Linked DNA regions of Mus musculus: region 2 is linked to region 1. Evidence: chromatin contacts called from public HiChIP or PLAC-seq data. All regions are on one chromosome and are shown on one strand. Each heading gives the region's core, a stretch centred on a gene start, on an enhancer-like site or on the middle of the called end of the contact. The rest is flanking DNA. Distances are from core to core; before and after follow the strand shown.

The links. HiChIP or PLAC-seq counts read pairs in DNA pulled down with a chosen protein or histone mark.
Region 2: a contact with region 1 is called in an H3K27ac HiChIP or PLAC-seq map of embryonic stem cells, with 27 read pairs. The contact joins two enhancer-like sites. A contact is called at or near these places in 2 of 484 Hi-C or Micro-C datasets (neural progenitor cells and olfactory sensory neurons), 2 of 115 datasets of contacts at active chromatin or transcription factors (both in embryonic stem cells) and 2 of 9 other capture datasets (adipose tissue and pancreatic islet).

What each region holds. Positions count from the first base shown.
Region 1 is chr2:70,688,131-70,693,323 of GRCm38.p6, reverse strand. Gorasp2 (golgi reassembly stacking protein 2) reads right to left here. Exons shown (of 10, transcript NM_027352.4): 8 at 4,852-4,938; 9 at 4,022-4,141; 10 at 1,599-2,666. The coding sequence ends at 2,341. Among named protein-coding and RNA genes, the nearest start is that of Gm38528, 14 kb to the left of the region's middle. Within about 2 kb of position 2,958, at least 41 of the 459 cell types and tissues checked have an H3K27ac peak or open chromatin away from gene starts, as enhancers often do. A contact at or near this core is called in embryonic stem cells, where this site is marked.
Region 2 is chr2:70,803,173-70,808,206 of GRCm38.p6, reverse strand. All of the region lies in intron 1 of Tlk1 (tousled-like kinase 1), which reads left to right. Among named protein-coding and RNA genes, the nearest start is that of Tlk1, 20 kb to the left of the region's middle. Within about 2 kb of position 2,031, at least 13 of the 459 cell types and tissues checked have an H3K27ac peak or open chromatin away from gene starts, as enhancers often do. A contact at or near this core is called in embryonic stem cells, where this site is marked.

The DNA.
Region 1 (5,193 bases), core at 1,709-4,208:
ACACTTGGTGGGAAAGAACCAACTCCCATAAGCTACCTTCTGACCATCACTCCCGCCCCCCCCCCTCACACACACACACACACACACATACACACACACACACACACACACACACAGAGTCACTGCCACACTTCCCTGCAAATGTCACTTCACTGTCCCTTCCCAGTGCTTTCCCCTCCAGAGTCTTGCTTTCCTCAAATACTGGCAAGTGATTCCACTGTACACGCCCGCTGACTTCCCCAGTGACTCTCCGCTAATGGGTGTGGGTGGACAAGAACCAAAGGCTCCATTTCCCAGCCCCCCTCAGTTCTCTGTGGCTGCATGGCTCGTCAGCAGATTTTGTTATGATGGTGTTGCAAACTTCTCTACCATGATCTCAAAAGGGTAAGAACGCCTGTCTTCTGGCTAATAGTGGCTGGGTTTCCACCTGTCATCTGAGACCATGCCATGACCTTGTGGGTGGACACACATGCAGATGGAGCAGACAGGATCTCTCTATGTAGCTCTGGCTATCCTAGTACTCGTTCTGTAGACCAGGCTGGCCACAAACAGTACTCAGCCTGCCTCTGCCTCCCAAGTGCTGGAGCTAAAGGATTGAAGTGTACTGCCAGCACCACTGGCTGGCTGGAAACTTGTCTAAATGGGAGAAATGAACTTTATTGTTTAAATCACTGTACTTCAAGGATCTCTGAGGTTAATCCAGCCCAATCCAACATCATTACTGCCCTGGCTTTCCTGAGCAACAAGACTGTGTCCCCCGCCTGCCACCAGGGGCTGTTACATAGCTCCACCATTGTTGACTATAGCACTTAAATTGGGGCCCCACAAGGTTTCTTCTTGGCTTATCAAAGAGAGTGGCATACTGACCAGGACACAGTCTTAAATCTGTGCTTCTGGAACCCACTACAGGGTCTACCATTGCCCTCAAATGACTGGAACTAAGGAGCTCACTGGGGAAGCATTTACCCAGCTTGCTCATGGCCCTGGGATTAATCCCCAACACTTAAGAGACTCATGATTTCCTGAACAGAATACTCAGTTTTGCACTTCAAGTAGAGTTCACTGACCATCACCCCCCCACCCCCCCAGGCTCTCTCCCCCAGAGCCTGGGGCTTCATAGACTCTCACGAGAGAGAGAGAGAGAGAGAGAGAGAGAGAGAGAGAGAGAGAGAGAGAGAGAGAAAAAACCACCTGTTTTTGCAGGTCTCTCACTGAGTGTGGAACTTGCCAATTTGGCTCATGAGCTGCCAGACTGCTTCAGGGATGCCCAGTGCTGGGACTGTGGAGATTTCTACATCACTGACTTTAGGCCTGTGTCTCTATAAATGCATCCTGGGAGAGGGGCTGGGTTTCTGGCAGAGTCAGCAATGGCCACCACTGCGGTGTGGGTATCTTTATGCTAGTACCAGGTCAACAGTCAACAAACTGCTTCCACCTTACTTCCAAAGGGGGCTGTCAGATGCTTTTCCGTCACCCAGGACATCAGTCCCACTCGATGGAGCATCGCTTGGAAACTTAGAAAAGCACACCCACCACAGGCTGACCTGAGAGATGTGAGGCACACATGAAGTACACGCTCGCCACTTAGAACACAAGGAGACCGTAAAGCGACTGGAGTTTATTGCCGCGATACCGTTAAGTAGCTACAGAGCGCAGCTCCTCTCTTTCTCTTTAAATGCCATCTTACCACAGGCATCTAAAGCAACAGCAGCAGCTACAAAATGGTGTCTGAATAATTCTGAGTTCAAAACAAGATCTGTGTACAGGCAGAATAAAAAGATGTTCAATTAATAGTGTGCCATGGACCGGAACAAAACATCTGCAACTGGGAGTTTTGTGTAAACCGTAATAGAGATGCGACTCACAGAGACCAACAGTAAATTCTTGTTTCCTTGTACAGTTTAGTGAGGTGGTCTGTGTTCTTGCAAACGACTTACAAAGTACAAGAAATGTTGCATGTGGGCACTAGGCATAAAATATTTCATTTCCTTACACAAGGCATAGCAGTGGTACAGGGAACCCAGTGGGTACCCCGCCATCTCTCTTCCAAAGATGAACCTCCCAGAACGGCAGTAGATGCCTGGCAGCAAGCCACCCATGACAACTTTTTTTGGTTGTTTAAAATACAAGCACATTCTCAGATTGCCCTCCTCGGCTGTAACCCCCCGACGTGGTGGGAGGCAAGCCCTCAGCCTCTTGCGTAGTTTCCCCTTAGAATTATGTACAGGACACCTACAGATACGGTACACACTAGTATGAAATCAATGGTAGTTTGCGATTCCAGACCTGACCCCGTGGTTAACTAAACAGACCACGTCGGTTCTGAACATTGGTTCCCAGTTAAGAAGGCTCTGAAGCATCTGCATCAGACACAGGCTTCTCGACGGCCGGGGTGCAGTCGCTGACTCTGTCCTCAACAGTGGTGGGGACCTTGGAAGCAGGAGACGTCACATCCACAGTGAGGGAAGAGGCGTCTGCCTTTGCAGTAGTCATGACAGGGTCAGAAGGTGGGCCCATGGCAGGAAGGGAAGACAGCGGCTCCCCTGCGCTGGCTGCAGAAGAGCCCTCTGGAACCAAAGGGAATGACGGGAGGAAGTCGGACAGCATGGGGAGAGGTGCAATGCCAGGTAAGTTTCGGGGAGGCAAGGAGGGAAGAGGTGGCAAACCTAGGATAGAAACAGCAGAGGTCACATATTCTCCCAGCAACCAGAGCACGGCCATCAAGCTCCTCTACCTGCCCCTGAGAGCCTGCAGCCGAAGCAGAGCTCTTTGCTCACTGCCACCTTTGCTGACCTCTAACTGGAGGCTGGGGCCAAAAGCTTTCCAGGCCCAAGCTCCGTGTACTCAGCCCTGCACTCAGGAGTCTGCCGATGCGACAACAGCTCCCTCCAGAGCCATGGGAAGCAGTGCTCCCTGGCGTTCAAGGGCGCTGGCTGGATGTGAGCTAGGAGGATCCTGCCCAGGCAAGGCGCCTCTTGTCAGCTAAGAGGAGGAGCTGTGGAGGAGCAGCAGCACTGCCTCAAGGGAGCCGCCCTGCACCTGGGGAGGCCCCGCACTGCCTGTGCTGCTCTTGGTGCGTTATTCTGGAGATCTTCAGAGAGGAAAGAGCAAAGGGAAGGCGGATTGTACGGGGTATGTCCAGGACACCACTGGCTGGAGAAGCTGTCCTGTCCTTAGAGGCTTGCTGCATTTAAAGACAGAGGGACCAAGAATATGGGCCCCAGGGAAAAGAAGCAGGGAGTGTGGTCGGTGCAGCTGGGGCTTTCTAGGTCCCTTGTTCTTCAGCCCTGGCACTGAAGATGTAAAAAATGCAAACCTGTCAGAAGTGTGACAATGACAACCACTATTCAGTATGGAGTGATCACTGCAGTGTCATGATGGGCAGTCACAGGGAGCGTCAGCAGGAGCAGGCTTGGGGACTGCTGCTCCCTTTTCACCTGGGCATATGACCTGAGAGCCACCTGCTGGCAGCTGGTGCTCTGGGTTACTATTATAAAACCATCTGTCAACCCCCAGAACACTTAGCTGGCCCGAGTGCAGAGCTGTGGTCCTAGCACTTGAGAGGCTGAGGCAGGAAGTTAATCCAGGCCAGCTACAGTGAGACTCCGCCTGCCCCTCCAATCTCAGAAAAACAAAAATACCAGGCCTGGACTGCACAGAGCAGTCACCAGCATTTCCTGTGGGTAGCATCCTTAAACAGGAAGTGAAGAGAGGGGACTCAAGCATCTTTATTAGGTGACTGTACCACACTGTCAAATTCAGTGCACAGTGCAACTCCACTGATCCTATGGTAGCCTGCCTGGGGCCAAACCTACCAGGGTGTAGAGAAAGGGAGGGAGGCAGAAGGCCGGGTCATGGACTTCTTTCTTCTTCTCCATATAAAAGATGGATACTGATTAGAAGTAGCTGAAATGTGTTTAGCTGAGATGCTCTTTCTGGAAAAGACTGAACGGGAGGCCTCGCTTTCCTGAATCCATGTTTTTATTAGCAATGTCTTAGGAGGGTAAGGCATGCAACATACCCGGGCTCCCGAGCTCTGGCAAACCGACCCCTGGCATGATGTGCGGAGCAGGGAGGTTGAAGTTGGAGAGGCTGGGGAGGTTGGGGAGGCTAGGCAGCCCTGCTGACAAAGGCATCAGACCTGAGCAGAGGGCGAGAAAGAACACAAGGTAAGTCGTTCCCCTGGGAAGGAGACAGGTCATCACACGCTGACAAAAGGATCTCTTCAGAATTCCGACACCAGGGTTCACTGATGAGCGACAACTGAGTCTCACAGAACGCGCTCTGCCTCGTCTGAGGGATCAGGCTGTGAAAGCAGCAAATGCTACACAAGCAACACACGCTCCCACGGCCCTGGACCAGAGAGAAGGCGCCTACCTACACACTAACAGCTCACCGTGCTGCCCATCGTTCTGTGTGAGCACATGCGCAGTTCATGGCTGACTACATCTGCACACTGACAACTGTAGCCCTGTAATGGGAGGCCCTGACAACGCACATACTCATTACTCAAGTAACATCTCACGGATATCAGCTAGACAACAGGACTTAGTCTGCACTGGAAATACCGAGAATCCACACAATTTAACACGGGAGCATCTCAATGCACAAATAACTACGGCGCCGCCTTAGCCGGGCGGCCACAGAAGAGCCTCCAGCAAGTCCTACACACACATGCGTGGGAAGGTGAGATGTTGGGGAGTCTCAGGCTAAGTGGCACCTGTTTCCTGGCCTGCTAAGGAGAGTACTCTTGTTCTGTCACAGAGCTCTGCAGTGATAATGGACGGTTAAAAGACAAAGAGTTTCAGGAGCAAACACCATTATCAAACAAGTCTTTAGCCTGCTGCTTACTTGGTAATGTGGTAGCTGGGTTCATTGGTGGCATAGAAGCAAGGGACTGGTTTACTTGTGGCGGCAACAATGGTACAGTTGGTACGCCTAAAATAAAGCACATTAAATCATTTTAAACCAATTCTACCGCCAGATATGAAGAGATCACATACAGGAGGATGCTGTTCCGGCTTCACTATGGCCGAACTCTTGGCTGTATCATTACTATGTATAACCTTTCAGAGCTAACTCACCAATGCATGTATGGCCCTGACAGACACCTTAGCCTCAGCCTGGTGAGGGAAGAAAACTGTGTAGCCTTCCCTGGATAGACTCCCTGGACAAGAAATCTGTCACTGCCCT
Region 2 (5,034 bases), core at 782-3,281, 120 kb before region 1:
GTCAGAAAAAACTAGCCCCCTCTTTCCTGCTTGACCATGCTTAGTTTTGAAACAGGGCCTTCCTTTTTTTTTTTTTTTTTTAAAGATTTATTTATTTATTATATGTAAGTACACTGTAGCTGTCTTCAGACACACCAGAAGAGGGAGTCAGATCTCATTAGGGATGGTTGTGAGCCACCATGTGGTTGCTGGGATTTGAACTCAGGACCTTCGGAAGAGCAGTCGGGTGCTCTTACCTGCTGAGCCATCTCACTAGCCCCCAGGGCCTTCCTTTATAGCTGAGGCTGGTCTCAAACTGACTCAGGAAGATTTAACGGTATGAACTAGAAATGCAGATAAACCACAGAAGATAAGTCCAACCTCCAACCAGTAAATGGAAATGGGGACCTTGGGCCTATAAACTGAGCTATACCTACATTCTGAATGGATGTAGAAGCAGGTTTTCCTCTGTAATCATTACTTTTTGTACTGCTGTAATATTTGTCAGAATACTGTTGTAATTGGAATATTTGACAGGAACTTATGAGAGAGGAAACATGAGTTTGTGCATGGTTCAGATTAGTGTCATGGCAAAGAGGGTGGCAGCAGCTGTTCCTACCAGGTTGTCTTAAAGATGCCATAGCTTTCGGCTGGAGTCTGAGCACATAAACATTAGTGGGCAATTTCCGATTCACCCTGTAGCATCTCTTATAGCAGCTCGACAGCTATATAGCCTAGTTGCCAGTGATTTCATATTTATAAACTCTAAGCAGAGACCCTGGCGGTAATTTGTAAGTGTGCAATAGAAAATTTGTATGGACTTCTGATTTTCTTCAGGATTGTTATTGATTAATTTTAGCTCTTGAAAATTATACAAAAAAGTAAAAACAGTTAAAACACCATCAACCTATTTGAGATTACACATTAAATTTATAGACCATTCTAAAAAAATAATGAGTATTCCAAATCATATATGCAGTATCCCATTTCTGTTAATAATTTATAATTTCTCCATAATGATCACATAATTATTGTTAGGCTTCTAGGTGTTTTATGCCTTTCAGTGTGATTATAAATTATGTCTTCTTAGACATTATTTTTGGTTTATTGCTGATAATGCAGAAACAGTTAATATTTTATGTTGACTTGATAACTAGTAATCTTGCTTATAATTCTTTTTACTCTCAAATTTATTTGCATTTCTGTCAGCATATATGGGTGATGAAGGTGATTGGTTCATCTTTTGCAGTTTGTAGTTTTTGTTGTTCTAGATTTAACATTGACCGATTAAGTGTTATAGTGGACCCATTGTCTTGTATTTCACAATCTTTTAGTATTTTGCAATTTGGTGTTTTGGTATTTTTGATCTGTCACCTTTAGTTGAAGGAAATTTCTTTGTGTACCTAATTAATGGCTCTTGTTTAAATAATGAGTGTTTTCATTAAACGCGTCTTTATCTATTTAGATAAATAACTTTTTTCTAAGTCTTTTAAATGAGGTCATATGAGTGTGTTTTGCTTTGTTTTTGTTTTGTTTTTTTGTTTTGTCACTGTGACAGATACCTGAAAGGCAACATTCTAAAGATGTATTTGGGCTCATGGTTGCAGAACTTGGAGCACTTGGAAACCAGGTGTGGTGTGGTGTGGTAAATCTTCTCCCAAATATGCCCCAGCAATGAAAACACGACACAATTAATATGAATACATGCTGTGCGCCTAGACTGGGCAGATGTACTGCTATACTACCATCTTCCACATCTATGAGACCCCTTAGAACTTGCGGTTTCTCCAGGCCATGTGCTGCTGCTCCGCTTTTCTTCTTCTTCCTCCTCCTCTTTCTCTCCGTCTCAGACCTCCTTCTTTTCTTTTTGCGCCACCTTCCCTCTCTCTGCCCAAATGTCAGTCTTCTTTATTTTACAAATTAAGGTGGGAAGAAGGTTTACAGGAAATCACCTGAGTGCTGACTCATTCCTTGTTCACAGTCCCTCTCTGGGGAATGGAATTAACATCAAAATAATTAGCCCCAGGGCTATCCACAACTCAGGTGTGCTAAGAGAATCAAGCCACACTGCACTTTCCTTTTTTCCTTGTGTCTCATCCAGGCCCAGCCTCTAGGATGATGCTACCGATACTGAGGTGGGTCTTCCCACTGAGTACTTTCAGGGTAGGGGTGTTTTCCTTAACTCGAAACACTTCTCAGCCTACTCCCATGATTAACTCCTATAATGTGGGATTGCTACTGCTCTTAATTGAATCAATCTTGCCTTCCTGACAACAGCCTAGTTTTGAAATTATTACTACTTATATGCAAATTGCTGAATAGTTTTTATCTTAGCCAGGGTTTCTATTCCTGCACAAACATCATGACCAAGAAGCAAGTTGGGGAGGAAAGGGTTTATTCACCTTACACTTCCTCACTGCTGTTCATCACCAAAGGAAGTCAGGACTGGAACTCAGGCAGGTCAGAAATCAGGAGCTGATGCAGAGGCCATGGAGGGATGTTCCTTACTGGCTTGCTTCCCCTGGCTTGCTCAGCTTGCTTTCTTATAAAACCCAAGACTACCAGTCCAGGGATGGCAACACCCACAAGGGGCCCTCCCCTGTTGATCACTAATTGAAAAAATGCCCCACAGCTGGATGCATGGAGACATTTCCCCAACTGAAACTCCTTTCTCTGTGGTAACTCCAGCCTGTGTCAAGTTGACACACAAAACCAGCTAGTACAGTTGACCCCTTGTCAACTTGACACACAAACACACGACTATTAAACCTCAACCCTTACTTTCTTATTCATCTCCAAGATCTAAATAACCTTAAAAGTCCCACAGTCTTTGCAAATTCTTACATATTGAAATTTCAATTCCTTTAAAATATCCATTCTCTTTTAAAATCCAAAGTCTTTTTACAATTAAAAGTCTCTTAATTGTGGGCTCTACTAAAATAATTTTCCTTCAAGAGGGAACAATATCAGGACACACTCACAATCAAAAGCAAAATCAGAACTCCAACCATCTAATGTCTGGAATCCAACTCACGATATTCTGGGCTCCTCCAAGGGCTTGGGTCACTTCTCCAGCCCTGTAGCACACACCTTGTCTTCTAGGATCCAGATGGCCTAAATTGCACTGCTGCTGCTGTTCTTGGTGGTCATCTCATGGTACTGGCATCTTCAAAACACTGCTGTCTTCGGCTGTAACTTGGCTTCACCAATAGCTCTCATAGGCTTCCTTCATGGTGCCAAGCATCAACTCCTTTGCATGACCCCTTCAGTCCTGGGCCATCAGCTGCAACTGAGGCTGCACCTTCACCAATGGCCTTCTGCAGCCTCTCACAGTGCCCAGCCTCAGCTGCTCTTAATGACCCCTTCATGTCTTCAAAACCAGTACCACCTGGGTGACTCTTACACATTACCAAGTCCAGCCACAGCCCAAGGTACAACATTAGCTATCTCCGGAACACAGCCTCTGTGCTCTCAGAAAACACTTCCCAGAAGATTTCACCTCAATAATGCTGGTCTTTTCTTAATCACTGCTAATTTCTTAGCTCCAGCTAACCAGCATCAATAGTCCCAGTAATGCAAAGTTTTCACTTTAGTAGTTCTGGTATCTTGTTAATCACAGCTGATTCTTCAGCCCCAGCTAACCAGAACCACAGAATCTTCACAGTCAAAATAGCAACAGCCCTGATAAGAGTCTTTCATCTTCCCTCTGAAATTTCACAAGCCAGGCCTCCATCTTCTGCACTGTTCTAAACATTATCTTCCAAGCTCCTACACAACATCCCACAGAGCTCTTAACACCAAATGGATCTTCTAGCCCAAAGTTCCAAAGTCCTTCCATAGTTCTCCCCAAAACATGGTTGTGTTTTCACAGGAATACCCCACTCCTGGTACCAATTTGTGTTAGGGTTTCATTCCTGCACAAACATGACCAAGAAGCAAGTTGGGGGAGGAAAGGGTTTATTCAGCTTATACTTCCACATTGCTGTTGATCACCAAAGGAAGTCAGGACTGGAACTCAGGCAGCTCAGGAAGCAGGAGCTGATGCAGAGGCCATGGAGGAATGCTGCTGCTTACTGGTTCAACTTTCTTTCTTTCTTTCTTTCTTTCTTTCTTTCTTTCTTTCTTTCTTTCTTTCTTTCTTTCTTTCTTTTTTTTTGGGGGGGGGGGTTCGAGACAGGGCTTCTCTGTATAACCCTGGCTGTCCTGGAACTCACTCTGTAGACCAGGCTGGCCTTGAACTCAGAAATCTGCCTGCCTCTGCTTCCCAAGTGCTGGGCTTAAAGGCGTGCACCACCACGCCTTGCTTTCTTATAGTACCCAAGACTACCAGCCCAGGGATAGCTCCACCCACAAGGGGCCTTGCCCTGTTGATCACTAATTGAGAAAATGCCTTACAGCTGGATCTCATGGAGGCGTTTCCTCAACTGAAGCTCCTTTTTCTGTGATAACTCCAGCTTGTGTCAAGTTGACACACAAAACCAGCCAGTACAGTTTTATTAGATTTTTTTTTTACCTATATTCATGAAGTAGATTTGCAACTTTCCTTTTATATAATAAATTTCTTTGTCAGATTTTGTGTTATAGTAACAATTCCTCCATAAAAATGAATTGAGAAATGATTTTGTGTTTACCATTATTTCTAGGCGTCTAAGAACAGTATTATATTTTTCTTTACTTTTGATAGTTTATTGATCAAGCCCTCTAGGTCTGGACATTTTCTGGAGACATTTAGAATAATGGTGTTAGTTTCTGTTAATGTGGTTAGACTTCTTTGAAGTTTTCATTTTTGTGTCAGTTTTGACACACAAAATCATAGTTTTAGGGATTTATCCCTCACCCCCTTTTTAAAGGAAAATTCAAGTTTTAGTTGTTCCTATGTTTTTGTCTTTAATATGATGATGTCTTTTTCTGAAGTGGCATGTAATTGCACTCTGTGTCTTGTTCCCTCCACGAGTGGCCTGTTAGTGGCCATTAGCCCTACTCAGCAGTCAGCTTTCAGTTCTGCTCATTCCTTCTCCTTGCTTTTCGGTTTGACTTTTGTTCTAGTTTTAGTTG